Regions from separate parts of the Mus musculus genome. Here region 1 is linked to region 2. Evidence: chromatin contacts called from public Micro-C data. All regions are on one chromosome and are shown on one strand. Each heading gives the region's core, a stretch centred on a gene start, on an enhancer-like site or on the middle of the called end of the contact. The rest is flanking DNA. Distances are from core to core; before and after follow the strand shown. Region 1 holds the start of Tekt4 (tektin 4). Region 2 holds the start of Hs3st6 (heparan sulfate (glucosamine) 3-O-sulfotransferase 6).

Region 1 (2,944 bases), core at 388-2,887, 720 kb after region 2:
GCAGTAGACCCTGTGCTGGCTAAGGGTGTGGATTTCTTTCAGAGAGGACCTAGTATGTGAGGAGCCTCTGGGGAAGACCAGGTGGGAGGGGAGGGAGGAAGACCACAGAATGGTCAGGAACTAGGAATAGGTGGCTGGCACATTCTGCAGTCAATGTCGCCCTCTCTTGGTCACACTGGCTATCGACTAGGGTTTCTTAATGCCCAGGTTGGATGGCAGGATTTCCTATCTAACTAGTGTCCTGGGAACAACTGCCCAGACAGAAAGTGCCTCCCCTTTTTGAGCAGATCAGGATACGTGACTCCAGATACATTCAGTGGGTGAACCCCCTTCAGAACACTGACCCAAATCCCCAGGAGGCTCTGATCTAAGTCCAGCTATGGGATACAGGAAGAAGAAGAGGGGCTGGCCCTTACACAGTGGCCCTGGGAATAGATGGGGTCAGGGTGGCTGTGGATACTCTCATGGGTTCAGGTCCCAAAGTGAGTCCTGGAGGCTGAGGTAGGGTGGATGTTTGGTCCTCTGGGCCTGCATGCGGGGTTCAGACCACATGCGCAATGGGCCAAGTTGTGGAGTCCTAGGGTGGCTTAGGGTAATGTTGAGGATGAGAGGCACTTCTCAGGCTGAGGAACCTGCTCACATTTCCATGGCCCCCACCTCCCACAGATCACCCAAAGGGGTCGTTAAGTAGGCAGAACCTCCTCCGTCCTCCTCCAGCAGGGCAAAGCCCACACTCAGGACCAGATCATGGAAGAACATCTCAGAAAAGGAGCCAAGGAGCCAGGGAGGAGGGCAGGGGTGTCAGGGACCTTGGAGCCTTCACTACCCCAGCCCTGGACCTCAAGACCCTTCATACCCCAGCCCTGGACCCCAAGGCCCTTCACTACCCCAGCCCTGGACCCCAAGGCCCTTCACTACCCCAGCCCTGGAGCCCAAGGGTCCCAGGGAACAAGTCCTGAGCCTCTGTGGCTCGGATCACAGTGTGGTGAAGAGTTGAGAGTTGGGGATTGCCTGTGTGTGTGTGTGTGTGTCTGTGTGTGTGTGTGTGTGAAAGAGAGAGAGAGAGAGAGCTTGTGCATGCGCACGCACATGGGCATATGAGTATTTGTGTGCATTGGAAACCTTAGGGGACATTTCTCAAGCACCATCCATTTTGGGGTTTTGTCTGTTTTTGTTGTTATTGGGGGTTTTGTTTGAGATGGGGGTCCTGCTATATAGCCCAGACCAAGCTGGAACTCACTACGTAGACCGTGCTATCCTTGAAATCAGAGAGCTCCACTTGTCTCTGCCTCCTGAGTGCTGGCATTAGAAGTATTTGCCACTATGCCTGGCCAACCTTATTTTCAACAAGGTCTTTCACTCGTCAAATACAGTTGGGCTGGTTGGCCTGTGAACACCACAGATTAACCGTTTCTGCCGTCCCAGTGCAGGGATTGCAAGCATATGCCACCACACCCATCCCCCCCTGCCCCCACCTGTGTCCTGGGAAACAAACTCATGTTCTTGCGAGGCAAACATTTTTACCTTTTACCCAGCTATGTTCCCAGACACTGCTTGGCCCTTTAAGAGGGCAGTTCTGCTCCTCCCCCTTGAGTGACCCTGTTGCTCAGCAACAGGAGGCAGTTGGTGTATACAATGTTCCTTAGGCAACCAGGAACCTTGCTTGGGACAGAGTGACCAGTACTGCTCCATTGATCGTGCCTGGACAATTGCCCAGTGACCCTCTCTTCATTCCGCCTCCCTTCCTGCTTAGCCAGGCAGTGGGTACCATGGCCCAAACGGGCGTGCTCCTGACCAAGGAGCCGGCCCCACAGTCAATAGATGTCTGTGAGCTTCCGCGCAAAGAATATGAAGTGGCCTGCAATACTGGCGCCTACACGTCCTCGGGTCTGGCCACCGCTGGCTTCCGCACAGCCAAATACCTGAGGGACGAGTGGTTTCAGAACTCTTATGCCCGCTACCACCAGGCCTTCGCAGACCGGGACTACTCTGAGCGGCAGCGGCATGAGAGCGGGCAGCTGGTAGCCGAGACTGGGGCACTGGCCCAGCGCACACAACTTGACTCCACAAGAAAGGTGGGAGAGCGCCTGGAGGACATGCATTGCTGGAAGTCAGAGCTGCAGCGAGAGATAGACGAGCTGTCTTCCGAGACGGACCTGATGATGGCCCAGAAGCTGCGGCTACAGCGCGCCTTGGATGCCACCTCCGTGCCTTACTCCATTGCTACTGACAACCTGCAGTGCAGAGAACGCCGCCAGCACCCAGACCTTGTCCGGGACTATGTGGAGGTGGAGCTACTGAAGGTGCAACCAGTGGCTCGGGCTCAGCGTGGGAGGCAGGCTCTGGCTCTCATAGAGATAACACAGGGCCTTAGGGTTCACACAGCACTGTGCCTATGCAGGACTCCTGATCCTTCAGATAGCGGAATTTCTACCACATCCAAGTAACTTTCTCTCTTGTGGGATTCCTTCCAGCCCATAAGATTTCAAAGACGTTCAGTCTGACTCTGAGGGGATTTTTGTTGTCGGTGGTGGTGGGCTTTGGGCTTTTTTGTTTGTCTGTTTTCCAAGACAGGATTTCTCAGTGTATCTCTGTCTGTCCTGGAACTCACTCTGTAGACCAAAGCTGGCCTCAAACTAGGAGATTTACCTGCCTCTGCCTCCCAAGTGCTGGGATTAAAGGCGTGCGCCACATTCTTCTGGCTGAGGTTGTTTTGTTTTTGGCTAAGCCAAAGGCTCCCCCGTACCACCATGCATGCCCCTTGCAGTGCTATTGGTGTTCAGGGTAGAAAGCCGGGCCAGCCAGTGTTGCATGTATGGAGGGCTTGTGGATGCCCATGGCATCTGCTCTCTCTCCCCAGAGCCCCAGAACCCCAGAGCCTGAGCTTCAATGTTCTCCTAGTATACACTATAATCCCAGTGTCAGGGAAACTGAGGAAGGAACA
Region 2 (2,705 bases), core at 3-2,502:
AGCTTGCCCTGACAAGCAAATGTAGCTCTGGTGTCTGGGACTAGTTTTGGGTGGTGCATGTCCCCCTTGTACCTAGCTGCCCTCAGGGTGGGAACTAAATGTCTGTGGGTCATTGGAGTTTTCTGTCCCTCAGAGGCAGCCTGCAGTGTGAGACTTGTTCAGATGCCATGAGACCCACGGACTGCTGATTAATAAACAGAGCCGAGGGCAGAGGCTGAGTAAGGGTACTGGGGCAGGGACTAGACTGGGCAGCCAGGAAAGTCGGACAGAGGCAGAAAGAAGAGGCGCCGTTACCTTTTCCCTGGTCAGGGCAACTTATTCGGCATCCTGGATGGAGTCTTTCCTCCTCTGCATTCCTAGTAAGCAGCTTTGTAGACTCGGTGAGCCAGGAACAGGACATGGAGGCGCGGGGGTGGGGTGGGGGTGGGTGGGTGGGGTGGGGGTGGGTGGGTGGGTGAGAAGTTTCTGCAGTGTCTGGTAGGTTTCACACATGTGAGGGCCCCGGGAATCTCACTATGCTCAGAGGAAGCTCCACAGACAGAACCCAGATGCCTCCCCTGCCTCCTAGTACAGGCCTTTTCACTCCTGGGGGGCGAGGGGGCGTGTCACCGCTTTGCAATTTCCCGAAGGGATCACTGACATCTTGGGGAGGCCAGCTCTATTTGATACAAGGACTTTAAAATGGTGGCCCGACTATCGGACAAGCTCTCTCCACAGGGCAGGGCTCCCACCCTAATGAATGGCTAGGTGGACTGTTGGCAAGTAATGCAACAAGCATTCCTGTCACAGGCTCAAAGATGCATGGGGACCCTTTCCGCGCCGGATGTATGCCTGGCTCCATCCTTCCTGCACAGGCGATTCCTGGACACGGTGTCCTCCGGTGATGAGGCCCTGGCTCCGGGAAACAGGGGCTGAGGCCGCACACCTGTCGCCCTGGTCCAAAGGGGCAGAGATAGACTTTTAAAGGACAGAACGGGGATTCCCACTCGCCCAGTCTTGTGTCCCTCCGCGCCACGCATTCCCGTAGTGTAAGAGCGAAGACTTTGGAGCCAAGCGAACCGGAGACCAGCTCAGGAGGAGTGTTGGGGTAGCTGGGATAGCTCCTGGTCGCTCTGGAAGTTAGCTGGAGTCGCTAGTCCCAGGCGAGGGCTGGGGAGGGGCGTCTCGGCCCCGCCCCGCCCCGCCCCGCCCCGCCCCGCCCCGCCCCGCCCCTCTCCGGCTCCAGGGTTGCGAGGCTGCGGAGCTCAACCCAGAAGCCGGGCGCCCTGGGGTTGAGCGGGCGACGCACTATAGCCGGGATGCGCACCTGTCTGCGGTTCCCGCTCCCGAGCCTGAGCGCGAAGCGACCCCATGGCAGGTAGCGGTGGCCTGGGCGGCGGGGCCGGTGACCTCCAGGGTGCGGGGACGGGCCAGGGGACTGCACTGCGTGCTCTCCGTGCTCCGCTGGCGCTCGTAGTTCTGTTGCTAAGCGCCTACTGCCTCTTCGCCCTCCCCGGCCGCTGTCCACCTGCCGCCCGCGCCCCTGCTCCGGTTCCTGCACCCGCCGAGCCGCCCCACACCTCCCTCCGTCTGAGAGCACCCGGCCTGCCGGTGGCCAGCGGCCCGGGGCGCCGGCGCTTTCCTCAGGCGCTCATTGTGGGTGTGAAGAAAGGCGGCACGCGCGCATTGCTGGAGTTCCTGCGGTTGCACCCCGACGTCCGTGCACTTGGCTCTGAACCCCACTTCTTCGACAGGTGCTATGATCGCGGCCTCGCCTGGTACCGGTGAGCGTCCCTGCTGGTCCGCGCCTCGTCGGTGTGTGCCTTGGACTGTGCTTTCTTAGAACCCAGGATGAGTAGGGTAGAATCCTGGGCACTGGGTCTAAAACAAGCCTGTTAGGGAAATAGCCTTGATTTCCTGGGCACAGCGACCCTCGAAGGAGAGGCCATCTATAGCCAAGGGTCGCAGGAATTAGAAAATCTCAGAGAAAACTCTGTTCTCCTGTTGGGTGGCCAAGGGACTCAGCGAGGCATGATCCTATCTTGAAAGTAGTTTCAAGCGAGTGAGATAACTGGGCAGGTAGACTTTCCTTTTTAGAGGGTCAGGGAATTGAACCTGAAGCCTCAAATGTACTAAACGAGTATTCTACCACTAAGCTACTAATATATATCCATATATTATTATGGTTTATATCAATATAATCCCGGTGGAGCTACTTGGCAGCCTTAGAGATACTTGGAGCTCAGTCACTTTATCATCCCTTCGTGTCTGTCCATTCCCTGCTATAACTCTGGGTAAGTACTGGTAATTATCTGACCACTAGTCAAGTATATTTTGGAAGGGCCTCCAGGTTTCCAGAAGTGTTCTAGAAAGTGCCTTTCCACCCCTAAGAATCTCTCCCTCACCCTGCATCAGGGAGCCCTCTATAGCTGCTGGAGTCTGAAGAAAGTTAGGTCTGGGCTTTGAGGAGGGAGACTCTGCTCTTTGGTTTAGCCCAAGGGTGGGGACTGGAATACACCCTTCTGTAGCTGTCCTTTCTACATACAGGAGGACTTGGGATGCAGCAGTGGAATGTGGGGAGCACTACCCCAGGTACAGCAGTATGTCCTGGTGGATGGTCAGATTCTGGTTCCTCCCTTCTGGTGTGACTACCCACAGGCTCCGCCCACCGCCTCCTGCAGGCATCGAGGGCCCCCTGCTCCTTCATGTAGGGAAATGGGGCTATA

Evidence for each region. A called contact is a pair of places that touch in the nucleus more often than the background predicts.
Region 1: a Micro-C map of embryonic stem cells shows a contact between it and region 2, with 2.2 times the contacts expected there. The contact joins the promoter of Tekt4 here to the promoter of Hs3st6 in region 2. A contact is called at or near these places in 4 of 484 Hi-C or Micro-C datasets (B cells and embryonic stem cells) and 1 of 9 other capture datasets (embryonic stem cells).

The regions. Positions count from the first base shown.
Region 1 is chr17:25,469,953-25,472,896 of GRCm38.p6, forward strand. Tekt4 (tektin 4) reads left to right here and starts at 1,638. Exons shown (of 6, transcript NM_027951.1): 1 at 1,638-2,303. The coding sequence starts at 1,770.
Region 2 is chr17:24,751,736-24,754,440 of GRCm38.p6, forward strand. Hs3st6 (heparan sulfate (glucosamine) 3-O-sulfotransferase 6) reads left to right here and starts at 1,253. Exons shown (of 2, transcript NM_001012402.2): 1 at 1,253-1,763. The coding sequence starts at 1,351.